Linked DNA regions of Mus musculus: regions 1, 2, 4, 5 and 6 are each linked to region 3. A link is a contact called in public Hi-C and HiChIP or PLAC-seq data. All regions are on one chromosome and are shown on one strand. The core of a region is the stretch at or near the end of the contact, and the rest is flanking DNA. Distances in the headings are between cores, read along the strand shown.

Region 1 (4,052 bases), core at 96-2,595, 300 kb before region 3:
CAGGTTTGACTGCCAGAACCCACAAGTTACAGTTATCTGTAACTCCAATTCCAGAGGGTCATATGCCCTGTTCTGGCCTCTGCAGGCACCAGGCACATTCACGATACACAGAGACACATGCAGGCAAAATGCCCATACATATAAAATGAAAAGATTTTAATTAAATGAAATTAAAAATAAAAGAGAATCAATTGAGGCTCAACTTTTATGAAAAGAAGTTTTGCAAGGGCTCTATTTAAAGCCCTTCTTAGATTCTTGTAAGTAGCAGTGACAGTTACCAGGTTGTAGCAACACATCCTCACACTGGAAGCGTGGATCTCCATGGAGCTCTGGTCTATAAGCATGTACTTGTCTTTCTCACTGTTTCCCCTTCCCTGTCTGGCCACACCAAGCTTGGGGAAGGAGCTGCGGTATCAGATGACTACCTCATTAACATCAGATGATGTATCTAACACTGCAGGCACACACTGAATCAAACAGCCAAGGCTGACAGGACCACAGAGAGATGACAGCATCCAACCTCTGAAAGCAAACACACACACTCTAATTATGGACCCAAAGGGATGTCGTGTTAAATTTTCTGAACATTTTCATCTGAATCATACAAAGGTCAAGTGCAGGGCTGAGTGGTCAGGCTGGCTACAAACTCCTGCCATCAAATGCTCTGGCCCGAGTGCAACACACACCAACTGTAAATGCTGCTAACGTTCTTCTGGGGTTCAGGAACCATCTGCCTGGAAGATTATCCACCTCTGGCTGATACCTGCCCACCACTGTTCTCTCCAGCTAACTGCCAGGAAACAAAAAGAAAGAAAGACTGGAGGGGAGGGAGGGGAGGGGAGGGGAGGAGAGCAGGCTTTAAGACCCCCAGAGTCTCCAGGAGAACCCAAAAAGAACTGTGAGCAGCTTCCCTCCACTGTCAGCCTCAGGCCAGGTTGCTTTCCCGGAAGCAGAGCGCACACCTCCAGCCCTGACACTCCACAGCACACATATATGTTCCAGTTTTGTTGAGCTGGAGAAAATTCCTATGAACAGAGATCTTAGAGTCTATGAGTCAGCCTTGCATCCCTGTGAGAAAATATATGAATCCCTTGCATTCATATAAAATATATGAATTAATCAACTTCAAAATAAGGATTATTGGCTCCTGGTTACCTGGCTACTCTGGGCCTGTGGAGCCGATCCATCATGATGCATTATTTCTACCTAGCATCTGGTACAAGACCTGCTCCCTCCATGGGAGAAAGAGAAGAAACTAAAGAGGAAAGGCTAAGAGAGGAGGACCCAGGGCCACAAAATCTCCTTCTAGGGCAAGTACCACAGACCAAACTTCCTTTTATCAGGCACTTGCTCAATTCTTTACCACCACCCACACAGTGCTGCAGCTAGGAACACTAGGCTTTCAGAGGTCATTAGAAATAGAGAACTATAGCAAAAGTTATGCCATATATAAACAAAAGGCATCCTTTACTGGTATTCAACTTTGAAATATTCAAAGCAAGACACAGGGTGAAGAAGTTAACTCTAAAACGAAGACATCTTTTAGAATGTGGTAGGGTAGCACATGTCATGACCCTATAGTATGCCTACACTTTCACCATGTAATTCCCATGAAGGACACTGTGTCCTAGGGGGTCAGTCAACATAAGAGTAAATGTTACCCAGACAGCAGCAGCACTTACAACAGTAAAGGCTAGAGCCAATGGACAGAACATGAAACCGTCCTTAACATAAAACTATGCATTACAAATTAAAATCTGCAGGGGATATTAACACACAAGCTTGGAAGGCAGAGTCGAGCAGATCTCTGTGAACCAGCTTGGTCTACATAGCAAGTATTAGGCTAAAGGTTTGTATTTTTCTCAAAAGCAACAATAGTAACAACAACAAAAACAAAACAGTTAAAGTTTCATTGTGAAAAATGCACAGGAAGATAAGAAAATACAAAGACAATATAATGTCAGTGTCCTAAAAGCTGCCGGGGAGAAAGAGTGAGCCAGTGAACTGGTTGCTGTGGGACAGTTACGGTAACTATTCTTTACAGCGATGCTTATGTTCATCTTCTCGCTTCTTAGAAAGGACCTCGCATAGTGATAGCGAAATTTAAATTCTATTGAAACTATGTGAACACACCACTCAAAGACACATCAGAATATGCTTTGTAATACTCACTAACACATAACACATTAAGAAAATAACCCCCACTAGCTATAAACTTGATCAAATATTCACTCGGAATTTTTAACCATAAAGGAGAAGAACATGACAAAGGGACGCACTAGCTTCCCTTCATCTCTTTCTTTTCTTTCCATTTTAGAATGTCACTTAAGATTACTGCTCTCTTCCCGTGTTGGCTGAGTGTGGGGGGAAAGCACCTCGCTGGCTTATCAAAACCATTGCTGCAGAGACCTTTCTACACCAAAGCACTTGGACCTAACTCATAACTGAGTTCTGCTCCAAACGTACACTTGCAAGCTGGCCTGCAAGGGTGGATGCTGAAGGAGGCAGTGGATTACTAACTAGCACAGAGGGGCGTGGAAACTGGTCAGAGCACACCCTTGAGAGATCTGAATATATTGGGGAATGCAGGAAGTCAGGATACAGGAGGGCGGGAAGCAAATTCCCCAGGAGATTCAAAGGGCCCATAAGGAGCTCTGTTTGCAGGTTAGAGGTGGAGCTTGATGGTAGAGCGATCACTCGTCCAGCACACACATGGCTATGGTCTCCGCTCCCCAGGCTAAAAGCCTTTAAAGACACACTCATGCTTAGACAGTGTCTCCACACTTCTCAACATTCATGTTTAGAATATATCTCTACACTTTTTAGACAAGGGATTACTTAAGACAGCAAGGCCTCCACTCCATGGAACCAACCAACCAACAACCAACCAACCAACCAACCAACCAACCAACCATGTCTGTGTGTGTTTACAAGAATGCTGGGCTGGGCTCACAGCTAATCACAATAACCTGTAAATGTGACCCCTTCTGCTGTGATGTAATTTGTGTATTCCCCAAAAGATTTAAATTCTACACACACACAAATTTTAGGGAGATCATAAAAATCTATAGAACTCCATCACCAGAATGAAAATGAAAAACCACAAAACAAAACAAACGAAAAACATAAAAACAAAAAATGCAAATGAAAAAACCCAAAACTCTAAAAACATATTCTGGGATGGAATTCCTGGCACAGGAACAGGAGGAAAGCCATGGCCAGCTGAGCAAGGTGCACAATCTAGTCTGCCAACCCCCTCCTGTCCTCCCTGCTGATACACTCTGTATCCAGCTCCTACTACTCAGAGGTGCTGAGCAGTGATAGACTCAAAGGAAACTGGAAGGATGGATTCCTGCATCGCTGGCTACATCCCCTGCTTACCTATCTCCTATACATCAATTTGGATGCATAACAAGCATAGGCCAAAGGAGACTGCATAACCCTGCATTTATTTCTAAAACAGAATCAATTCTGCCAAGATTCTTTCCAGCAAGTATGCCTCTTGAAAGCTTCTTCAAGGATACAGAGACTTGATATGATGGGTTAATATTGTCAGCTGGACAGGGTCTAGCCTCACTAAAGAGACTGGGCATGTCTGTGAGAACATTTCTAGACTCAGTTAACTGAAGTGGGAAAACCTATCTGAAGAAGCGTGGCTGAGGTACTGGAGTGTTTAGAAAGGAAAGTGAGGTGAGCACCAGCATTCACTCTCTGCCTCCCTACCACAGATGTAAGATGAGCTGCCTCAGTTTCCCTGCCATGATGGGAAGTGCCCCAAAACAATGAGCCAAAAGCAAAGCCTTCCTTAAGTTGTTGAGGCTTGCTCTTTTTCTATGTATTATAATGCTAAATACTGCTCCCAATGCCTGGTTGCTCCCAGGGATGAGTAAATCTGCATGTAGACCCAAGTGATGCTATGCAATCTTGTCCCCCAAGTCATCCCTGATTGGTGAATAAAGATGCCTACAACCTATAGCGGGGCAGAAGAGAGGTAGGCAGAGTTTGGGTTCTCAGGCTCGTGAACTGGAGGAGAACCAAGAGGAGGTGAAAGA
Region 2 (4,566 bases), core at 1,414-3,913, 360 kb before region 3:
GCTCAGATACAAGCACAGACAAAAGAGTCTGTCTCCTTCACCTGCAAACTCAAAACCCTAAATTAGTCACTTACGGTTTTATTTCCTTTTAACTAAAAGCAATCGAGTCAATCTTTTGCACAGTGGCTACTTGATTAAAATAATAATAAAACCAGGAGCAGTATACCATCCGGCAACGCATTGCCCCAAAGCTCTATTATCAAGAGTCATTTCCCTACCTGTTCCCTCTCCACATGCTGTGGGTGGGTAGTGTGTGCACATGTGTATCTATACACTTGCACATACAGACGTCGACCTCAAGTGTCAGTCCTTAGGAGCTATCCAGTTTGTTGTTTTGAAGAGTCTCTCACTGACCTTGTCAAGTTACCTAGGTTAGCTGGGTGTAAACGCCAGGGCTCTTCCTGTGCCTGCCTCCTTTAACACAGCAATTATAAATATATACATTTTTTTAAATGTAGGTCCTGGGAATTGGAGTCAGGTCTTCCTGTCTGTGAGGCAAACACTTTTCCAACTGAGCCATCATCTCCCCAGTCCAGTACCACAGAGATTTCTGATGGACACGCCTCAGTGGCTGGCTCACTACCAACTCAAAGAATAGATTCATGTTAAAATTTACCACCCATAAAACACAGAATCCAACATTAAATTGAGAATTAAGGCCAGAAATCTGTAAGTTATTCCAGAAGCATATGGAGTTTAAAAAAAAAATCTAAGAAAGACGTTGCCAATGAAAACAAATGTTACAACGTGGTCTACTGAGAAGGACCCCAGCCTTGGAGTCTAGAGACCCATGACTGAGGCTGGTTTTACTTCTTCATTCAGGGCCCAGAGGCCCCTGATCTCACCCTTTGCCTTTAAAATGAGCTTGAGAAGAGATGTCAAATGATGTACTTTTTCAGCTGGGTAATTTAGGAAGTGCTTGAATTAATTACTTGTCTATCAGACTTCAGAAAATTTACACAAAAAGCTGGATTTCTGGCCTCTTTTAGAATAGGCAGGTTAAGCCAGGCGTGGTGGTGCACGCCTTTAATCCCAGCACTCGGGAGGCAGAGGCAGACGGATTTCTGAGTTCGAGGCCAGCCTGGTCTACAGAGTGAGTTCCAGGACAGCCAAGGCTACACAGAGAAACCCTGTCTCGAAAAACCAAAAAAAAAGAAGAAGAAGAAGAAAAAAGAAACGAATCTGGAAAGCTTCAAAGGAGCACATCTTTCTTCTCGGTCTCACTCTAATATACTCAAATAATTTACGACTTCCTGTGAATCCATCTTGTAAGGAGGATGCTCTCATTCCATGTACCCTGTGAGGTCAGGATTCTATCAGGACAATGGGGTGCTGACAGTCATTCTGGCAGGGATCCTAACTCTCACAGTCCTTTGGGAATGAGGTGCAAGTGGCCATGCAGAAGGTAAGTTGGCTCGTCACACCATGTTCCCACTGGCATCCTCCAGAGTCAAACACATATGCTTAGAAAGTAAGCAATGCAAGAGAGCCATGCATCTTAGCCTGCCAATCACACAGACGTCATTAGTAAAACCCGCAGATGAAGGGAAAGGATTCGGTTTGGAGTCTGGTTTTGTTTTATTTATTTATTTATCGCCCAGAGAGATTTTTTTAAAAAAGAGATTTCACTGCCGGCCTAGCATTAAGATTCCAGAGAGGAAAAGCTGGATTCCTGGTCTCTTAGGCTAGACTCCTGTTTTCCTTTCCAAGCACACAGCAGAAGCGCAGCCAGCTTCACTACCCAAGATCTGCCCCACAGAACAAAATGAGGAAAGCGACCACTATGCCAGGAATGGTGTTTTCCCAGACTCCTGCTTGGAGTTGATGAATTGACTACATTTTTATTTCTTTTCCCTTCCAGAAACCCTACTGGAATGACAAAAGAGGAAGTGGGGGATGAAAACCAAAACAAACCAACAGAAAACAACAACAACAACGCAAAACAAAAACAACAAAAACTCCAACCCCATGGCAAAGACAAACATACCACAGACAGAAGAGGAGAAACCACAGAGAATCTTTAACAGGCAGAAAGGAAGCAGACTGTTACTGACAGAAGAGACAAGGGCCAGGGACTTGGGCACCTGCCTTGTCTCCACGGCTGGACTTCCACATGCAGAGACAAGGGCTGATTCCTTGAGACCAGGTCCCAAGAGGCTCTGGGTTTGAGAGCAGGATACCAGCTGGGCCAAGGAGTTAACAGAACCTGTACTCCAACTCCTGGGCCTGAACCTCCACCCTCTTCCCTGCAGTCCAGGCCACTCTGTTAGGGACACCAGGACACTCCCCCACCCCTTGGGGGAAAAAGCCCTAGAGAAAAAATTCCACCATAGGCAATATTAAGAGCTACCTTGCTTGTAACCCACCCACCTACCCACCAGCCAATAGGCATTACCCTCCATGCACCCAGAACTCACCAACTGGCCACCAGAACCTCACTCAGTCTGGAATATGAACTAATATCAATAAGCTGCCAGATGGCTGGCCTTTGTTTTTCCCCATGTGTATGTGTCAAGTGTACATGCTAAGCCTTTGCCATGATCTGTACACTCATTTCATCAGATGCATCAGCGGGCTGATCCTCAGATTCACACTGTGCTTGTCTTTAGCTGAGTGAAACAAACCCCACAAAGCAAGCAGGTGCTTAAAGGGAAGTCTGCAAAGAAACCTCCGATCAAGCTACTGCTAACCCAGAGTGAGCAAGCGAGCGGGCGCGGGCGGGGGAGGGGGGGTCCGCGGAGCTGACCTTGCTCGGTTCTCTCTAGATCAGTCAATACAAATGCTTTGTGGAATAAAGAACTGTTGTTCAGAACAACAGAAATGACTAGAAAGACTTTAGGTAAAACACGGGTTGCTTTTCAACTATATTTGGTAATGACAACCCACCCCTAATCCACACTGAGGTCTTGAGGATCTGTGGAAGGAATGGCCAGTGAGGGCCTGAAGTCAGTAATGTGTCACATGTGACACTGAGCTACCAAATGACTTCACTAAACTTCATGGTTAATGTGCATATGCTTCATACAAGGTGCCATTAACAGCAAAGCCCCAACACACAAACACTACGATTCCTGTACAACACTATAGAGAAAAGCTCTGTACTCTTACCGTCGTAGAAGTGGCTAAAGATGCACAAAATCCAATGTGAGATCAAATTGGCACAAATCCCTCTGCCAGGTAGTACCTACTGTTGGCAGATGCTCTTGGGGCAGGGTTAATGTTTCAAGACTTAAAAATAGAATAAATTACACACCCTGGGGAAGCTTGCTTCCTAGTTGCACTGAAGTTGATTCTAGCAATCCCTGGCTTGGCATTGCTAAGTGACTGCTACATTGAAGAAAGGCTGTGTGTGGAAAGCCAAGCAGGATGAGTCACACATGACACTTTAGACACTGGTGAACACTGCCAGTCCCCAGAGGGGCAACTCAGCAGAATTCTACCTAGAGGCAAAACCCCCATACATAGTCCTTCCACTTCCTTTTTGGAGGGAAAGGTGAGACTCTATAGTAAGTCAGAAAGTAACACCTCCAGAGAAACTGAAGTTTTGAAACCAGAGTTGTATAAAAACCAGGTATTTGTAAGTTTCCGTGTTTGCCAGCTTGCCAAAACAACTGCACTTGGGCCAGCCATGAAAACTCTTCCATCCACAACTCCTTACAGAATGCTCTACGGAGCCCGTGAGAAGTGTGTCCCAGAGCTCTGGTCCATTTACTACCTGCTTTAGAACGTATCTGTTGGACTTCCAAAGAAGGACAAACCCCCTGGCCAATTTTGAAGTTTTCAGTAAAATATAATTTTATCATTTGAAAGTCAACAACAACAACAACAACAACAAAAGAAAGTCAACAAAATAAAAGTTCAGTACAGCTGGCAGGGGTTGATAAGAGAGGATGTGATAATTTGCCAAATACAGGCAGCGGTGATGTTCTGTCATTATCTGGATTTATGTATTTTTGTGAGGTGCAATTTTCAACAACAAAGCTATTAAAGCCAAGAAGCAAATGGCACAGAACTCAGAAGTAAGCTTCCAAAAAGTCACAATTAGGATACAACTTTGAAAAATAATTAAATAATTATAATACTTGCATCTAAAAAGAAAAGAAAGAAAAAAGTCTTTAATGAAAGCTACAGGTTCTTTGGTGTTCTAATTATTTATATACTTGATTGAACTTTTAGAGTTTGCAAATATGCTATAAAGTATATATTAGCATGTATACATAAATGCGTACATGTTAGTATGGGCACCCAACCTTTCAGTGCTTTGTTTTGAGAATTTTCAGTGTCTTTACCCATCAAACTCTAGGTGGAAAACAGAAAAGCTGGTGCTGGGCTTCGGGGAATAAAGAGTTCCAGGATCTTTCTAACACAGGTTTTTTTCCTGGGCGTAGAGTTGGTACCCCCTTCCCGTCTCACTCACCCCTTCCCTTCCCCCTTCCCAGACAGAGAGCCCATCCTTTCACACAGCCATGTGGTCAGGGCAACATCACCCGTTTAACCCCTGTCAAAACCTCCCCATAGGCTGCTTTTCCCCTGTTAACATGAAGTTTGCTGGTTCTAACCAAGCAG
Region 3 (4,707 bases), core at 1,124-3,623:
ACCTTAAGATAGACAAACAACTTATATTCATGTAGGCAAAGTGTCCATTTTATTGTTTGATAAAATAACCACTATATCCAGAGGTCAATAGAGGAAGAGATAAATGCCTTTGCTAAAATATCAATGAATTTTATCAAACTGAAACAAACAGAAAAATCATACAAATGTGCCTACCAGTGGCTGTATCTTCAAACAGGAAGTGACTAATAATGTCTGTGTCCACATAATTTGGAGCACAGAAGTCAACAGTGGCTTCCCTCTAGAAACCTTCCATCCTTACTTTTGGTCTTTTGTTTCTTGCAGAATAAAGGTTGAAGAATAAGGAACAACTAACAGGAATCAAAGTACTTATCTGAATGAGAGACAAGAACTGCTAGGGTCTCTTGTTAGAAATGAAAGGAAAAAGAAATTATTTTAAGTGGGTAAATAAAGTAGGAGGCAGTGAAGACAAGCCTGTCTGAAAGATGAAAATGAGATGAAGCAGTAAAATAGGCAGTCATGAATAGGTAGCCCCCTCGGCTAATTTCGGGCAGCGCTCCTTCCTTACTATGCTGGTAATATACTGGACAGTTCTCTGTGTATAATGCTTTTTGGAAAGGAGAAGCCATTTAATTTGTGAATGTAGGAAATATCTCCAGTTGAATTTCATGTTTTATTTACTGTGTACTTTTCTGCCCAATTAATCATTCCAAATTCTTAAATAATTTATACAAGTATGGAGCAAATGATTTGCGGTTGACATCCTTCTGAGTAGTCGATCCTACATGCAATGAGAGTATTTTAAACAGTTTATAACATCACTGCCATCTGTTGGATCTGACCAGAATTAGATTCAAAGTTGCCCCCAAAATGGAAAGAATTCAGTAATCCTTTGCACTAATAACTAAATTTACTCACTGAAAAACCAGACAAGATTTGAAGATGAATATAGATGCAGACCAGGCTTTTTTAAAAGGATCTCTTTTAAAGATACAATTTTAGTAAATACCAATGAATAAATATTGAAAACAACAACTATAATCATTTTATACTTACAAAAAAGTGGAAACTTGTAACTAAGGTTAAACTCTTCACAAACAACTGTGTTCAACTATATGGACCCTGATTCTTCATAGCCATCTTACCTTAGCTCCATGAAGATAGCTTTAAAGACCCTAGAGTTTTAAAGACCCCCTTCTCCCCATTTTCCTGTGGAATTTGCAGTTCTTTTGTATAGCTTCTCAACTCCCACAAAAGTAGCAACCCAAGAAAGTTCTGAATTGTAGCATATATAACTGGCCACTTAAAAATACATCGATTAATTGTTGGGCTACCTTAAGCCTTCGAAATAGCAGAGACAAGTCTCCAGGGACTTCTCTACTTTTGTGTGACCTGCGGCCAGGAGCACAAACACTGATGATGATTAAGGGGCTCTGTGCAGAGACAGAGAGCCTTACACGGATGTGCCTGAGTGCTTTGTTAACTTTTGACTCTCTTTGACTCTATATCTCTGTCAATATGAATGACTGACTGATCATTTAGTAGTATTGGTATTAAAATTTCTCTAGAAACAAAGAAAATTTCTCCCCTTTAAATAAAGCTGAAGGAAGACAGATACTATCACTTTAACGTCTACAAAATTTATTTGTTGATTATCATGTCTAAGAAAACCATATATAATATGTGGGGGAAAATTTAAATACATCCTCAGGATAGATTTTTATATACTATTGAAAGAGTATATAGCATGCCTTGAGAAAAACCAGGACTCAGGTCCTGTCACATAGCCAGGAATGGTCTGAGCTGAAGTGGGTATTATCTATGCCAGTGCAGAAAGTGTGTGTGTGTGTGTGTGTGTGTGTGTGTGTGTGTGTGTGTGTGTGTGTTCATGCTTTAAAAAAATCACCACCCGAATAAATAAAGCTGGGCGTGGGGCTGGTAACATAATATGCTGTGTTTATTTATTTTACCACTTCGTTGTATACCTTTTAACTTGTAGATGTGGGGCTGATGATCTGTAGAGTCGCCATATTTTCTTGTAGAATGCTGGCTGTAACAGAGTGAGTGATGACCACTTATTTTGAAGACAGGAACACAACAACACACATCTGTTAAAAGTGGCCAAACGCCAATTCTTCCCTTCTCCCCGTCATATCTTGCAGGAAGGGACGCCACACACCCTCCGAGATGGCTGCGGTTGTTTACTACAGTCCTTTAAGGAAAAATTACCACTCTGTCTAGACCCAGGGCTCCCTAGCACTCAGATTCACTTAGGATAAGTAATCTCGGGTCTCAAAACCCTTAAAGAAACATTGCACTGAGAAACGACCCACGAAAGACGCAAACTCAGCACATAGGCTTGATGTATGGGTCGGACCTAAAGCCTAAGCCACGCAGTTATTGTCTTTGTCGCGTCGGGTTTTTCTTAAGAAAATGGTTTTCTGAGCGATTTCCCTTCACCCACAGCGGCAAGAACCGCGTCTTCATACTGCCCCCTAGTGGCGCCTCAGGAGAGAGTTGGGGGAGGGGCAAAAATGGACCGAGCGCTCTGTGTTTTAATGAAACACACACTAATTTAATTTGAAACACTCTGGTGAGCCTAAAATAATATTTTTGGAACATTATTAAAAGATTGTGATCTGGAAAGCATTTTACTGTGATAGTATTCTACTGCTAAATACACGGTTAGCAGATGTTTGTGTCTGTCTTTGTCCCTTTTTGAGGTGCAGTCGTTTCAAAATGTTTTGACACCTCTTATTTTTTTTTCCTCCACCAGTGACTGAATATTTGCTTCGCTGTGTTATCACAGGGACAAACGCAGCACGTTTGAGCAATAGATGCATCCCATGGCAATAGAAAAGATTATTTAATTTTTGTTTAAATTCATTGTAAAATTTTAGAAGCTTGGAAGTCTCCCAATAAAAGTGAGAGGCAACATAACATTGCTGCCTTAGGAAGGCTGCTTTTGTTTAAAGGATCGTCATTTTAAAAAAACAAAAACAAAAAACTAAGGATAATAATTTCAAAGCGCTTGGGACTTTAAAAGTCCTTTGAGAGCCTTGGAGATTGGACAGTGGGTAATGGCCCTTGTCACTAAGCCTGAGTTCGAGTCTCAAGTCCTACCCACACAGTGGAAAGATCTGACTGTCAGAGGTTGCCCTCTGAGCTGCACACAGAAGCCGTGGTGCGCACACACATTTGCAATGGACAAAGTGATAAAAGTGCTTTGTATTACAATGACAAAAGAAAAGAGTCCTCATTGTATCCTTATGAGGATACCTCATTCCTTCCATCCAAATTTACTGAGTGGCCGTTTGTTATATCCACCCATAGTGCCTCTCTTCCTGTTTGCGTAGAAGAATCGTGTCCTGTCTTTGCTTTTATTGGGCTGGGGGTGGGGTGGGGTGAGGTGGGGTGGAGTGGGAGTCATACTGAAGTTAAAAAGCACTCAGAATGAAAACCTGAGTTTTCAATAAAACCACCTGATTCCCCATCCCTACTCTGTGTCAGCTGATGCTTGCCAGACCTCGACAAACACTTTGAATTTGATTAACTACCAGTTTTCTGAGGCTCGGTGAATCTCATAAAATGTTCAATTAGAAAATTATCTGTGCTGCCTTTATTACCTACAGAGCGGGGCTGATATTTGCATAACATTTTAAAGTTGCTAGTACTGTCTGCTTCCCGGCATTACTGATTTTCACAGGAAATTATCAAACCGATTGGATATCCTCACATTATTTCTCTTTTAATTTGAAGCCTGTTTAAACCTATACATTACTTTGTATCCACCCTTGACTTTTCATATTATTATTAATCATCCCCTACATCTTTTTCCTTCACTTGGGAATAGGCCCTTATTGCTCATTATTTGTAGCTACACGGAAAGGCTCAGATCCGATCTCTGAAGAAGCTGCCTCCACTCTGACCCTGCAAGTTTATATCAGCTGTTTGGCTGGAAGGTGGTCTGAAAAGGATGATTTCCCACACACATACGAATGGCGGAATACGGTCATATTTCCCCGTGGTAGATTCTGCCGTTGCTGGTAGCTGGCAGTTATGGGTAAACACTTAGCTAAGTACCCCAGTAGAGTGTAGCTTCAGATCCTACAGCAGTCTTCCGTGTGGAGAAATGTCCTTGTCATTGTTGTGTGCATTTGTTCCTTTACACGTGAGCAAGTAGATGCATGTTACTTCCCCAGGTTACCAGAGGTAGGCAGGACACTGAGGCACCTTGGGACAACAGCCCGTCCTATGTCCCTGTATCTCTGTGCAGCCCGTATCAGAGATACTAAGAGTATCTCTGAGAGTTAGTTACTTCTCTCCACCCTGGCCACTCACCCTCCCACTTACCAGTTGCTCAGCAAGTGCGGGAGGCTCTTGCTCTCTCCAAAGAAGTTAATCTGTGTCTTTAATCCCAGACTCCTCTCTCTCTCTCTCTCTCTCTCTCTCTCTCTCTCTCTCTCTCTCTCTCATCTCTCCTTTCCTCCAATCTTCTCAGCCTCTCCTCATTTTTCATTTCTTGAACAACAAAAAAGCAAGCGGAAAAAAAAAAAAAAAAGCAAGCTAAGCAAACAGACTCTATGTTTGCTCTCCTTGGAAGGTAGAGATGGGCTCTGAAAACATTGTCCTCTGAAAACATTGGAATGCTTAAAACAAAGACCTCAGGGCATGAGGGGGTGTGGCTGTGATCCCAGCCCCTGGGAGACAGGATCAGGAGTGTAAGAT
Region 4 (4,548 bases), core at 219-2,718, 440 kb before region 3:
TGTGTATTAGCAGGCTGGCCTCAGACACAGCCCCCAGAGTGGTACAGCTGCATATGGGCTCCACATTTTTATGTCTTCACAGAGCGTGGCTAGACTATTGGCCAAGATCTGACTCTATTATTCTTTCATTTATTTATTTTTAGTTAAGTAATTAACTAATTAATTAATTATGTTGACTGTTGGGTACATGCTTACTTACTTTATTTATTTATTAAACTAATAAAATTTATTTTAAAATATACAACTCAGTATTGACATTTTTTTAAGTCATCAAAATCATTTATAATATGGAAGTCAGACAAGTGGGAGTTGCTTCTCATCTTCTGACCTTGTTTTGGGGCAAGGTCTCTCTTATTGTTTCTATCCATGTGCTGTGTACTGTAAGTTAGCTGGCCCATGAGCTTTCAGACAGGAGTGCTGGGATTACAGATGCACACCACTATAGCTGACTTTCTATGTGGATTCTAGGGTTCAAACCTGGCCACCAGGCTTGAACAGCAAGCATTTTACCCCAGTGAGCCATGCACCTGAGCCCCAACTGCATTTTTACTTCTCATTTCCCAAGAATCGGTCAGAGACCACATACTGTCATGGGTTCTCCATGACCTCTCCCACGTCTTTGAGGTAGATGTCCTCTTTACTCAACCAAGTCCAAGGGTAGTGCTGCTCTGTGTCCCTAATGGCAAAGGCTGTTTTCCATTGGTGTTGATAGAGAGAGCACACTGGTAGCAGCAGCCACAGTACACACAGGGATCCTGGGACGAGCTCACTGGTCTTTACTTCACCATCCAACTGTGCTTCCTGCTCTTGCTATGGAACAGCCCGCCAAGCACCTGGAGCACTTCTCGAGGAAACACAGTAGGGATATCTGTGGGAAGCCACATGTGCCGTTGCAGAGTGGCACTGACTACTGCTGGCCACCACGCATAAGTTTGGACAAACAACCAATGTGTACATATGCAGTAAAGTTTTTTGCAAAGACACTGCCTGGCCCGGGCATGATAATGAGGCTTTGAGAGTATAACTAATCAGATGTGAGGCATGCAAATGAGGTATGATAATGAGGCTCTGTGAGGTACAGAGAGAGAGAGTAGCCAATCAGATGAGGAACATGCAAATGAGGCGTAGTGCATAACCAATCTGGGTGTGAGACACGCCTCTCCTAGGCCTATATAAGCAGCACCAGTTCTGGGCTCGGGGTCTCTTCGCCTCTGCAATCAAGCTCTCCCAATAAACGTGTGCAGAAGGATCCTAGAGGTATCTATCCTTTTGCTTGTCGCATGGAATCGGCATTTGGGATTGTGGAAGCTGACTAGATTTGTCCTAATTCCCAGATTTAAGTCCAAGTGAGGAACCGCCAAAAGAACAAAGGTATGGTTCACTGACTATCCTGAATTTGGCTGAACCGAGAGCTTGACAACAGGAAGGTTGTCAACGTTGCCAGCCCTGAAGACTGTCTGTATTCACGGTGGCCATATGTTCTGTTTACTCGATGTGGCTATTTATAGAAACATAGACCTGCTGATTCTCAGGAACTCATCTTCATCAATTGGAAAAGGGAGCTGGGATTAGGAGGGCCCGTACTCAGAAGCTAAGCAGAAAACCCACTTTCCTGCTGGATCAGCCATCACGTTCAAAATGCAGAAGTGTGGCAAATCAGGAAGCAGTTGCTGCCTGGAACGTGGTGTTTCTGACGCTGTGTAGTGTACTGGACTCACAGGTTACTTGACTGACTGCCAGTGCAGTAGGAAGGGGCGTGCTCACCAAATGCATCCTACCCACCATTACAGCAGAACTAGGGAGAAAAGTGGACACATGAGTTGCTATGAAAGCCTTAACCAGAACTTCCTGAGGAATAATAATAATAATAATAATAATAATAATAATAATAATAATAAAGTATAAGAGAGACTGGATGATAGAAGAGCACAGCATTTTTCTAACAGGTGAACAAGCCTGGGCATCTTGAAAAAACTGACGTGTGTGTGTGTGTGTGTGTGTGTGTGTGTGTGTGACATGTAGATTAGTCAATATATATTAGTTTTTTCTATCTATATGCATTAGTTTTTCCCTCTCTATATGCACACATATATGTATATATAAATTATTTCATAAGAATATAAGATGTCATATATGTTAAAAAGTGTAACCATCTGTTTTTGTAGTGTGTTAACAAATGGACTGAATAGTTTATATTTAAGATCCTTTCTAAGTGGCTTTCAGCATAGGAAACCCAAAGTCACTTTCCCTTTCCCTTCAGTAAGAAGCGTGCAGTTGGGCCAGCTTTAGTGCAAGCATGAGGGACTGTATCTCTGGACAGAAAGTCTGAGTTCTCCATGGTCCATGCAGGTTTCTGGGGCCAGGTGCGATGACAGAGGGAGACTGGGATGTGACATACACATATGTAGTAAAGATACGGAGTCTTATATCGTGAATGTGCTGAAGACAGGAAATCTAACTACAGTGGGTGTATGAGTTAGGAAAAGTCATAGGAAAAGGAATGACAGGGAGTTACAGGAGAGAGACGGTGGCTCACATGAAGGCTTGCCAAACATTAGGAGTTAGTTTCATTTTCTCTTGTCTTTTTTTAAAAAAAAGAATAATTCTCCTTTATCACTGCAATGAGAAAGCCAGTGGGTGTCAGAATAGCCACAAACCAGAGTTAATCACTATGCACATGAATGCCAGAGTGGTAATACATACTCCTTATTCACAACAACTAAAACACAACAACTATTAATGTGGAACCTTGCTGGCAGACTTTGATGCTTTTTTCAAACTCTGTTTTCTGTCATACCACAGATAAGAAGTAAATGAAGGAATGGCCATCTGTGTCCCTGGTTTTGAAGGGATGACACTGGAATACTTAAATGAGTTCTGCTTTGCAGCTGAACAAATTTCTCCTGTCAAGGGCACATGGGGAATGCTTTAGGCACTGTGGCTGCGATGTCTCTGCCTCAGTCGTGAACTTTGTTGTTGCAGTCTGAGAGAAGCCATAGAAAATACTGTATGAATGGACAGGACTATGTTTTGATAAAACTTTATTAATGATTTAAAAAAAAAAAACAAAAACAGTGGGTTGGAATAGCCCTCTGCCAGGGCTTTTCTGGCTTCTGTTATAATCGACAAAAAAAGCTGTTTTGTTCATCGATTAAGAGAAGGTCTAGAAAAAAGGGGAAGAGAAAGATGCACATTAGAAAAAGTGTTTGAAATGTGTGATGAGTGGGCTAGGGTAGATGTTGGCAAAGTTTTTGCTAGGAGTGGTGGGTTTGCTTGTAGCCCCAGCACTGGGTAAGTGGAAACAGCTCTTAGAGTTTGTTGGCCTAGATAATGTAGCCTAAGAAGTGAGCCTGAGATCCCATTAACACACTCTGCCTCAAACATTAAAGTGATTAACTCTTGCTCCTGTGGAATGATAGCCAGTGTTGTCCTCTGGCTTCCACATATGCATGTGAACCCACACATACACATGAAAACACACACACACACACACACACACACACACACACACACACACACAGAGAGCGGTCAGTGAGAATGGGGTAGGTAAGTCAGTGGTTTCCAAGCCCAACCAACCACTTATGCCATATCTAAGTTCTGCCTCTAGAGCCTGACATTCGGTAGGCTTAGGAATATTTTTATATGCTTCAGAAAGATGGTCAGTTAGTGTTGTCAGTTTGATAGGATCCAGAATCATCTGGGGATGGGCCTTTGGGTATGCCAGGGGAATATTATCTCGATTGCGTTCATCGAGGCAGGGAGACCTGCCTACTCTGTGTGTCCCGCTTGGGTTGTATAAATGGAGAAAGGGAGGAGATTTGCCGTGCACATTCACCACTCTCTGCTTCCCGATTGTGCATGAGTCAGGCTCCCGTCACCATGACGGACTGGAGCCTCAAACCATGAGCCAGAGAAGAAAGAGCCTTCGCCCCCTTAGTTGCTTTGTAGAGTATTTTATCACAGCAGCAGAAAAATAAACTCAAAATGAGACTCCCTGATTTAGAAAAGCAAAAATTAAATTACTGACTGTTGGACTAAAGGGAAACGGTAGGGAAACCTGTGGTGCTGTAGATGTACTCTCCTTAGAGTGAGGGTGGGATCCCAGGCTATGAGAGGCCCAAGTCTACCACCATACATGAGACAGACATCCAGTCTGAATGGGAACAGCGCTGAGTTTTAACCTTGGCTATGCCACCATAGTGACCTTAAATAACTCACTCAGATTCTCCAGTCTAAGGTTTTGTGAAACAAGGCAGTATGAAAACAGAGAAACTCCTGGTGGACCCTAGCTAACTGGAGCAAGGAGAGCATAAAGAAGGGGCTTTCATAATATACCCCTGCGAGAATCACTAACCACAACACTAGCAACCCACCACAACCGTACACACACAGTTCATTCATAGGAACATCGGCCTAGTAACGACCAAGCCAACTGGGGACCAGTGGTGCCATTGGATCACTATCCAAGAATAATTATCCAAAAACAAGTACCATCTGCATTAGTTCAACTTTCAAAAATTCTTCTCACTCTTCCTTGATCTTCCCACA
Region 5 (4,186 bases), core at 273-2,772, 470 kb before region 3:
CCTACTTCATCCTCAGTGGTGGGTGGCACGGTGTCTCGCAGGCAGCAGACCGCGGGGAAGGTCGGAGTACGGGTGAAGCCCCTCCGCCTGCCACCGCAGCGGTACGGGAATCAAAGGCCTGACCCGCAGCGGCCCTCCGGGATCCTGCGGGGGGCCGTGCGGGGCGGGCAGGATCTGCCTCCCGGAATCCCACAAACCGTACATGAGCAAGTTCGAGGCCAGTGTGTGGGCTTGCAGGGCCATCCCTCAGCCAGGACAGCACTTAATCACCGTGTCCCCTGCGGCGTGACGTTAAGGCTGGGAGGAAAAGAAAATTCTCCCGGAATCTTCGTTACAAAATCGTTTCCTTTACTAGCCCTCAATCCTGGGAGTCAGGGACACTTAAAGGCACGGTTGGGGTCCTGAAGGAAGAGATGGGATCCGGACTGGAGATAGCCATCTCTCTTCGCAGCCCCTGAGACAGAGTCATTCGACCACCTTCTCTCCCGACTGACTTTCCTGCTCCGGTAATTAAGGGAGAAGCGCAGAGACAGATTCACCCCATTTCGCCCTTTCTCATTCCCAGTCATTGCGAAGCCCCTGGCCTGAAAGGCTCGGGTTCCTCTCCTGCGTGGCAAAGGCCCTCTCACTCCGAGAGCTATAAATATTAATAAGCTGCACGGCTCCGGGCTTAATTATCTTCTCTTAATTGTAGCTTAACCAAAAATCCAGCCTCCTGCTACTCGGGCCTCTCTAAATCGGGATTATTTAGTTTCCGTGTCTGGAGGCCCCTTCGGCTCAAAGTCTTCTGTGTTGTGCCGCCAAACCTGGAAACCATATGCTGCGTCTCTGCGCGGTTTAAAATCATCCTTAGAGCAATGACGCCTCTCCTTACACTGGATGCCTAGGTTCGGGGCAGTCTTCTGCTCCCTTTCCCTGAACCTGGTACTCCCTACTACCAAAGGATTCTGCCTCCATCTCTTTTCCCTAAGTCCCCAGTAGCCTATAGGGGTTTGTCAGATAAGGGTGGCCCTTGTGGGGCACGGAATTCGCCCAGCAAATGACGACATCTGACTCAAGGGAAGGGTCTCTTCATCCCCTCACCGGGAAAGCAGCCCACACCGCTCCACTGTGGCAGGCAGGCTCCCTTGGGATTACTTGATCGGGCTGCACTGGGACACCACCCTTGTCCCTACCTGCGCAGCCCGCTCCTTGCCAGGGCTCTTCCTGGTGCATCTAGAATTCGGTGTCAAGAAAGCTCCAAGCCTGGAGCTGAGGGCTCTGAGCTTTCTTCCCTGGGTCGCAGGTGGGAGGAGAGAGAGGTCGTGGTAGCTTGCAGTTCACTGTCCTTCCCGCGCTCGAGATCCACGATGCTGAAGCTTAAGCTTAGGTCCAAGGTCTTTGATTAACAAGCTGGACATCCAGTCCTGCACTGGTGGGCAATGCCCAGATCTTCTCTAGTTCAGTCCCCTGGCTATAGAGTGCGCCTGGCTTCTGCAGCGCAGTCTATGGTCCCTCTAGCACCTTAGCTCTGCGGTTTTTCCTCTACAGACTGGGGGGCGGGGGGAGCTTAGGAGGACCCTAATCACCAGCACCAGCGCCCAGCCTTGCTAATTCAGGGGAGGTCAGCAAACCACAGGGAACAGTATTCCTGATGTGTTTTAGGTCTGCTTTGTCCTGGTGCAGATTGATTTCTAAGGCACTGTCAAAGTCTATGAGAAGCAGCTGTAATTCAGTTGATTTTAGCTCCTGGGTACCCACAAACAGCTGCCTAAGGCGGATAGATTGTGTCTGTGCTCATGCGATCAGGATCATTTACAAATGTAACTGCTAAAGGGGCACAATAGCATGCATATTCATGTAATCCTAGCACTCTGGGTGAGACAGGAGGACTGCAAATTAGAGGACAGTCTGGGCTATGTAGACGCTGCTTCAAAAAAATGAAGCAAAATATTAAATATAATTGTATATTTACATGATAACCATTTGAGTTGCATCAAAAGAAATGTTCAAAACACTAAGAATTTAGGTAATATTCTCCAGTAGATAAATTAACACTGAATATATTTTAGTTAAAAATGCAGATCTGTCACAGAAGTCCAATTATAGGAAACTTTCACAATCTGAAAGATTAGTGGTCAAAGTGGCAGTCACTGGAGTTTCCCAAAGCCCAACCATCTACTGAAATCACCAGAAAGGAATCCACTTCAGATACTTCAGGACTCACTACAGTAGGTAGGTAGTTTCTGGTGGGGTTTTAGAGGCAAGATCAGTTTTACTTTTTGGCAAAACTAACATTTCCTATATAATTCACATAGATCAGTGGTTCTCAACCTCCCCTTTAATCCAGTTTCTCACAATGTGGTGACCCCAGCCGTAAAATTATTTTCGTTGCTACTTCATAACTGTAATTCTGCTACTGGTATTAATCATAATGTAAACATTTATGGAGATAGAGGTTTGCCCAAAGGGTTGAGAACCACTGACATAGCCTCTAGACCAGCAGCAAATATTTGGCCCAGGCCCAGAGCTGGGAAACCTGTCTTGGGTGGTTAGAAGAACTGCAGCAGACCAGCTTTGGCTTTGTCACTTCCTAGCTGTGCTACCACCCAACCTGAGGCCCCCAGAATGGGAAAGAGGCTAAATGATGAGCAGGAGCCTGACTGAGCATAGAGCAAGACAGATGTGGGTGGAGCAAGACAGATGTGGGTGGAGCAAGACAGATGTGGGCGGAGCAAGACAGATGTGGGGGCAGTTGATGGGCATTTGGGCAGGCAGGCAGGTTTAAAAAAATTACTATCCCGCACTTTGCCACTTTTCAGATGCTCAGTACCAATGTCAAGTGACCCAGAGCAACAGTATGAGAATGCGCCTCAGCGTCCTCTGAAGGGGTTCTGGGCTCCGAATCAGGACAGAGCCTTTCTGGAGGGACTCTTGCTCCCCATCTGCCTTTTCTGCTGCAGTGAGTGAAGGCGGGAATAATGAGAACAGGCAGCCACAAAAGCCTCTTGTTCTCCAGCTGGAAACCTAGTGGGAGTTTTCTAGGCTTTTCTTGATCGGTCTTTTATTTCAACCAAGAATAGTTGCACACGGCTGAGAGAAAAGAATTTCTCCATTAATGATAGTCTTGAGCTATCTCTCACACATACACCTTTTCTCTCTCTCGTACTCACCCACATCCATACTTACACATCTGCCTGTCCCCTTGGCATTTTGTATTGCATAGTTTAACTTGATAAAAATCAAAGTCATGTACCAACTTGTACTTGTCTCTGAGAAACCCTACCCACAACTCATCTTCCCTGGCAGTAAAAGGCTCTGAAAGCTGTCTTTTGAATTCTGAGATCCCAGACTTACCCCAAGTTGATGCAATACTAGAACAGGGCCCAGAAAGCTGCTATGTCTGTCATGGGCTGGGTGAGCCTGGCTGGGCTTGGCTTTGTGGCACCATGGAGAACTAGACCGAACAAGAACTCTTGCTGCCTTATCCAGCCTTTGCACTACCTCCATTGTTGTAGGACTTCAGGTGGAACCAACTTCTGCATCTTGCAAATGCTGCTTTTAACTCAGACAGATGAAGCAGAGGCCACAGGAAGCGAGGGGTTGCTTTCAGAGGTAGGGGGAGTGTGGGCTCTGGTCACACTGTAAAGCAAAGGACTGACTGGAGATCACTGTCAGTTTCAGGACTGAAGGCTTTACAGTGCATCTTTCCAAGATGAATCTCTGACTGACCGTAGGCCCGGGCAATGGACCTGGCTCCACTGTGAAGCTTCAGTGTGCTCTATGTATATATTCACTTGTCTTGGATTTGTCACAATGCCTGCATTTATATAGCACAGATAGCCAGATACACCCTCCATCCACACTCTGACCAACACCCATCTACACCTCACACCTGGTGGAGGCTTAAGACGACAAGCCTGGGAACTGAGAGAATTAATATAGTCTCTCTTGATTAGGTTTTCCTATATGCTGCTTATAGTGTCCCAGGTCCTCAGCCTGCTGTCATGAAAAATAGTGGGATGAGGGAGGAGACTGTAGAAGGAAGTGGGTATAAGCAATTGGAAATTTGAGCATTTTTGCAAAGTACTTCCATATACATGACAGCAAGTCATGAGCTTCTGTTCACCAAAGTGAGCCGACTTGGCAATGGCAAGAGTCAGGCAACCCTTACTACACACACTCTGCTGAGAGCTTACTGCACACA
Region 6 (4,082 bases), core at 1,406-3,905, 330 kb before region 3:
CCATAAGGGCTCCATAATGTCCTTAAGTAAGTTTCCAGGCCTTCTAAGCTCCCAGGGACAGCTCATGCCTGACATGAGAGTCCAAGAAACGTGGAGCCATGCCTCAGATCCCTCCCTCCCATGCACAGAGGGGTGATGGGCAAGCTCTGCCCATTCTGGCTATGAAACTATTTATTCAGTTTCCATAAAGGACAGATCTGGTTCTAGAGGCTGTTTGCAGGGCTGGCCATGAGCTGCCTTAGAAAGCTTTCTCCCTGACTTACATCCCTGCCACCCAAGAGAGTCCTCAGCCCTGTGGCTGCAAGGTCTCAGACACTATCCTGACTCTCCTTTAAGGTCAGCCTCCCAGACATTAGCTCCTAGGGAGGCATGAATGTGTCTCCTGCACTCCTATGACTCCGGCACCTACTCCTTGCCACAATGCCAGGTACGTAATCAGGATTCCAAAATAATGTTTAGTGGATCAAAACTTTCTGTTTTGAAAGGCACGCAGGAAATTAGATTAGAGAAAAGATCTTTGTCTTCTGTGACTCACAAGATCCTACTGAACAAATACCAGGTCTATCTCATTCTGCATGAGAGATAAGTTCCTAAAAGGTAATGAATGAATTTTGTGAGCTAAGCCAACCTTGTGGTAACTCCCATTAATTTCACCTTTATTTCAGCTGTAGCACTTCATCATCTGTGTGGCCACTCCTTTGTCATACCAATATACTATATGTATGTATGTATATATATATATATATATATATATATATATATATACACACACACACACACACACACAAGCCAAAAAATCTATGATAGCATGCAGTGATTATCTTGACTTTCACATTCAATGGGTAGAGAGATGACATCATTCGCATTTGTGTGTATTTAAGAGTGGACGCCAATGTAAACTCTGAACTTGGGGTGGTAGGTGTCAATGTAGAATCATTGATTTTTTTTTTCCCCACTGTGCTGTGGGAAATAGAAGAGAGGAAACCTGTGGAGGAGGTTGGATAGGAGACAAAGAAATTCTTCATTCTCTTTATCAATTTCATTGTGACCCTAAGGTGACTCTCAGAAATAAAGTTTGGAGGGCCAAGGGACAGGAACCATCTTGGTTACTATCTTACTGAGAGTTGAGTGTTGAACCTTCGTCCTTAGTCATCCTTGCAAACCACATTCAACAAAGATGTGGTTATCTACAAACACTACAAACTAATCATGGAGTTTTGCTGTGACTGGTACATTCTTCCTGAAAAATTCATCTTGTTCTCTGGCCATGGGTATTATACCTGTCCAGACACATTTTCCAAAGAGGTAGGAAGAATCAAAGCCATGCGCCATGATGTTGCTAAAGACAGAAAAGAAACATGTGGCACGTGAAGGCCAGCAAAGGGAAGCATTCTAGGAGATGACCCTCTCTCCTCCCTCCAGGATAATGGCAGGAGCACAGGATGGCTGCAGAGCTCACACGTGAGCCTCTCCCAAATGCTCCTTATAACAGAGATCACACCACCTCTCAAGTGCTGCTGCACTGTCTTCATACCTCATGCTAACAGTGTGGTCGAAGCTGGTGCACACCTGAGGTGTGCATTTTAAAAACATAAGCTCCCCGGAGGACAAAGGACTCCCTTGTTATTGCTTTGCATTCCTTTGATGCAACTAACGATGCTCAAATGGGTTATGGTGAGTGAACCTGTGCCTTTCACTGTTTGGAGGCAGGAAGCTGCAGGTGCTGGCTCAAGTGAATTCCAGTGAGGAGCAGAGAAAGGGGGCAGAGAAAACAGTGTGACTCTGAGAAATGAGGACAGAGAAAGTGACAGACGGAAGTCTGAGGAACTCGGCCAGACACCAAATTTGTAAGAATTAAAATTCCCTACCTAAAAAACACAGTAGCCTTCGGGGTTTATTACAAACTTATTGAAAAGGTGAAGCCAAGAAATGGCTAGAGGAAGACCCAAAGAAAACCCACAGTTCATGTCCCAGAGAGAAGAGGTTGGCACCTCAACCCTGGGCTGGCTCCACCGGCCTCACATGCCCCAATTCATGCTGCAAACGCCATTAGCTTAATGGAGGTGCCAACATTTCTCTATTAGACTAAATTCTGCTATCAGCTACACCTACAGTCCCACATTTTAAACCCTCTGTGGAAACCTTTTCCTAAATAACTCAAAGAACCAAGTGCCTTCCACTTTTCTCTCTGGCTTGATCCAGAATTTCTAAGAGAGTCTGCCGAATGCTGGAAATAGTTTCTGAAGTGTTGGGTTGTAAGCATTCCAAAGGGCAGCCTCAATTTGCCATTTGTGTGCATGCCAACAGACTTAACTGAAAACATTTTGCACATAATTACAGGTTCCTGCCTCCTGTGTTCAGCTCTACCCTTTAATATGCAGGGCACACTATTGTTCAATTGGAAAAAATATATACTTTTCAGTTCTCATTTGACAGTTAAGTCGAGTAAATGAAAAAGGAGCCTGTAGCCTGATGTCCACTTGCATGACTTAAAAACTCTCAGGTAGTGTCAGGAAATGCAGAAAATATCGTCAGCAAACCCCAAGTCTGGGCCTAGTGGCCTAGTGCAGAGCTCTGTAGCTAGGTTATGCTAGTAGCTGGGAATCTACCAAATTCTGGAATCAGCTTGGAATTAGGATACACATTCTTTTGGCTTCTGCTCTTCCTACTGACAGCCGGGTGACTGCTGCCAGACCAACCATGGTAGCCCCGAGTCAGCAACTCAGGGAGAGAATCCTGATGATTCTGGCTGTATTTAACCTCGGCTTTCCACTTAACGAGCTGTGTGATTTCCAAAGGCTATATTTATGAGACTATTTTCTTGCCTATAAAAGGACTGTTTATTGGGACTATAACATAGCAACAGATGTCCAATATAAAGTCACTAAATTAGCAAATAAACAAACACTTAGCTAGAATAATGTAAGTGGAGAAAGGACACACAGCAAGTGCCTAATAAATGTTTTAAAGTAACTAAACTTCCTCTTCAATATAAAATTTCTATGTGTCTGAAGGTTAGCTTTTTCTTAATGTATCAAATGATGGTTTTTTTTTAAATCTAATTATGAGAGGGACATCTATAAATTCTGAAATGTATTTATTTGAATATTGGCAGCATAGTTATTAAGGGTTTGGAGTTTTCTCAGAATGATCAAACTATGTCAAAAAAGGGGGAAAAATCAGCCAGAAATACTCACTGTGAATATTATTGTTGTTGTTATTCACAATTCTTAATCACGATTATTACTACTGTACACTTGGCCCACACCCCCACACACCATGGCAGGCGTGTGGCGGTCAGAAGACAACTTTCAGGGCCGCTTCTTTCCTGCCACGTGGTATCAGGAACTGAACTTACTTCCTAGGTCTGCGCAGCAAACACTTTGATCCTGAGTCACTTCAGTAGCCTGCATCACAGGATTTTTGTTAAAGGTGGATTTAATTTATTTATGCCTTTGTGCGTGTTCCTGAATGAGTTCCTGAGCCCTAGGAGGGCTTGCATCTCTTAGGAATGCAGTTGCAGGTAGCTGTAAGCTGCTTGATATGGGTATTGGGAATCAAACTTGGTCATCTTTCTAACTTCCCAATCCAACTCACTAATTATACTATTATTATTAATTATTATTATTATACTTATTCACTTTACATCCCACACACTGCCCCCCTCCTGGTCACTCCCACAATCCTTCCCCTTACCCCCCCTCCCATTCTCCTCTGAGTTGGTAGGGACTCCCCTGGGTGTTCCCCCACCCTAGCACATTAAGTCTCTGTGGGGCTAGGTGCTTCATCTCCCACTGAGGCCAGAGAAGGCAGTCCAGCTAGAAGAACATATCCCACAGACAGGCAACAGCTTTTGGGGTATCCCTGCTCCAGTTATGGGATCCACATGAAGACTGAGCTGCATATCAGCTACATATGTGCGGGGAGACCTAGGTCCAGCCTGTGTAAGTTCTTCGGTTGGTAGTTCAGACTCTGAGAGCCCCAAGGGTCCAGGTTAGGTGATTCTGTTGGTCTTCCTGTGGAGTTCCTATCACCTTAGGGGCTACAGTCTCCCTCCTATTCTTCTATAAAAAGTCCCCAAG

Evidence for each region. Hi-C and Micro-C count contacts between places; a contact is called where the count stands out from the background. HiChIP or PLAC-seq counts read pairs in DNA pulled down with a chosen protein or histone mark.
Region 1: a Hi-C map of bone marrow-derived macrophages shows a contact between it and region 3, with 22 read pairs. The contact joins two enhancer-like sites. A contact is called at or near these places in 2 of 15 datasets of contacts at CTCF or cohesin (large pre-B cells and pro-B cells), 7 of 484 Hi-C or Micro-C datasets (the G1E-ER4 cell line, bone marrow-derived dendritic cells, bone marrow-derived macrophages and 3 more) and 1 of 115 datasets of contacts at active chromatin or transcription factors (embryonic basal ganglia).
Region 2: an H3K27ac HiChIP or PLAC-seq map of microglia shows a contact between it and region 3, with 8 times the contacts expected there. The contact joins two enhancer-like sites. A contact is called at or near these places in 3 of 484 Hi-C or Micro-C datasets (Th1 cells, bone marrow-derived macrophages and embryonic fibroblasts), 8 of 115 datasets of contacts at active chromatin or transcription factors (T-cell acute lymphoblastic leukemia, bone marrow-derived macrophages, craniofacial prominence and 5 more) and 1 of 9 other capture datasets (embryonic stem cells).
Region 4: a contact with region 3 is called in a Hi-C map of bone marrow-derived macrophages, with 21 read pairs. The contact joins two enhancer-like sites. A contact is called at or near these places in 1 of 15 datasets of contacts at CTCF or cohesin (large pre-B cells), 4 of 484 Hi-C or Micro-C datasets (the Ba/F3 cell line, bone marrow-derived macrophages, erythroid progenitors and 1 more), 11 of 115 datasets of contacts at active chromatin or transcription factors (DN3 thymocytes, T-cell acute lymphoblastic leukemia, bone marrow-derived macrophages and 7 more) and 1 of 9 other capture datasets (embryonic stem cells).
Region 5: a contact with region 3 is called in an H3K4me3 HiChIP or PLAC-seq map of bone marrow-derived macrophages, with 9 times the contacts expected there. The contact joins the promoter of Carlr here to the enhancer-like site in region 3. A contact is called at or near these places in 4 of 39 promoter capture datasets (the 3T3-L1 cell line, the C10 cell line, hippocampal neurons and 1 more), 2 of 15 datasets of contacts at CTCF or cohesin (large pre-B cells and pro-B cells), 10 of 484 Hi-C or Micro-C datasets (the C10 cell line, the HPC-7 cell line, the N1E-115 cell line and 7 more), 13 of 115 datasets of contacts at active chromatin or transcription factors (bone marrow-derived macrophages, craniofacial prominence, embryonic basal ganglia and 8 more) and 4 of 9 other capture datasets (adipose tissue, bone marrow-derived macrophages, embryonic stem cells and 1 more).
Region 6: a contact with region 3 is called in a Hi-C map of the G1E-ER4 cell line, with 4 times the contacts expected there. The contact joins two enhancer-like sites. A contact is called at or near these places in 2 of 15 datasets of contacts at CTCF or cohesin (large pre-B cells and pro-B cells), 7 of 484 Hi-C or Micro-C datasets (the G1E-ER4 cell line, the HPC-7 cell line, the N1E-115 cell line and 2 more) and 8 of 115 datasets of contacts at active chromatin or transcription factors (the HPC-7 cell line, bone marrow-derived macrophages, embryonic midbrain and 5 more).

What each region holds. Positions count from the first base shown.
Region 1 is chr2:18,975,031-18,979,082 of GRCm38.p6, forward strand. The region is part of intron 1 of Pip4k2a (phosphatidylinositol-5-phosphate 4-kinase, type II, alpha); the gene reads right to left. Among named protein-coding and RNA genes, the nearest start is that of Pip4k2a, 21 kb to the right of the region's middle. Within about 2 kb of position 1,346, at least 45 of the 459 cell types and tissues checked have an H3K27ac peak or open chromatin away from gene starts, as enhancers often do. A contact at or near this core is called in the G1E-ER4 cell line and bone marrow-derived macrophages, where this site is marked.
Region 2 is chr2:18,914,153-18,918,718 of GRCm38.p6, forward strand. The region is part of intron 1 of Pip4k2a (phosphatidylinositol-5-phosphate 4-kinase, type II, alpha); the gene reads right to left. Among named protein-coding and RNA genes, the nearest start is that of Gm33534, 37 kb to the left of the region's middle. Within about 2 kb of position 2,664, at least 102 of the 459 cell types and tissues checked have an H3K27ac peak or open chromatin away from gene starts, as enhancers often do. A contact at or near this core is called in Th1 cells, bone marrow-derived macrophages and microglia, where this site is marked.
Region 3 is chr2:19,273,993-19,278,699 of GRCm38.p6, forward strand. All of the region lies in intron 10 of Armc3 (armadillo repeat containing 3), which reads left to right. Among named protein-coding and RNA genes, the nearest start is that of 4930447M23Rik, 68 kb to the right of the region's middle. Within about 2 kb of position 2,374, at least 147 of the 459 cell types and tissues checked have an H3K27ac peak or open chromatin away from gene starts, as enhancers often do. A contact at or near this core is called in the G1E-ER4 cell line, the HPC-7 cell line, the N1E-115 cell line and 12 more, where this site is marked.
Region 4 is chr2:18,834,018-18,838,565 of GRCm38.p6, forward strand. No RefSeq gene overlaps it. Among named protein-coding and RNA genes, the nearest start is that of Carlr, 34 kb to the left of the region's middle. Within about 2 kb of position 1,469, at least 6 of the 459 cell types and tissues checked have an H3K27ac peak or open chromatin away from gene starts, as enhancers often do. A contact at or near this core is called in bone marrow-derived macrophages, where this site is marked.
Region 5 is chr2:18,800,296-18,804,481 of GRCm38.p6, forward strand. Carlr (cardiac and apoptosis-related long non-coding RNA) reads right to left here and starts at 1,523. Exons shown (of 1, transcript NR_131254.1): 1 at 1-1,523.
Region 6 is chr2:18,945,581-18,949,662 of GRCm38.p6, forward strand. All of the region lies in intron 1 of Pip4k2a (phosphatidylinositol-5-phosphate 4-kinase, type II, alpha), which reads right to left. Among named protein-coding and RNA genes, the nearest start is that of Pip4k2a, 50 kb to the right of the region's middle. Within about 2 kb of position 2,656, at least 13 of the 459 cell types and tissues checked have an H3K27ac peak or open chromatin away from gene starts, as enhancers often do. A contact at or near this core is called in the G1E-ER4 cell line, where this site is marked.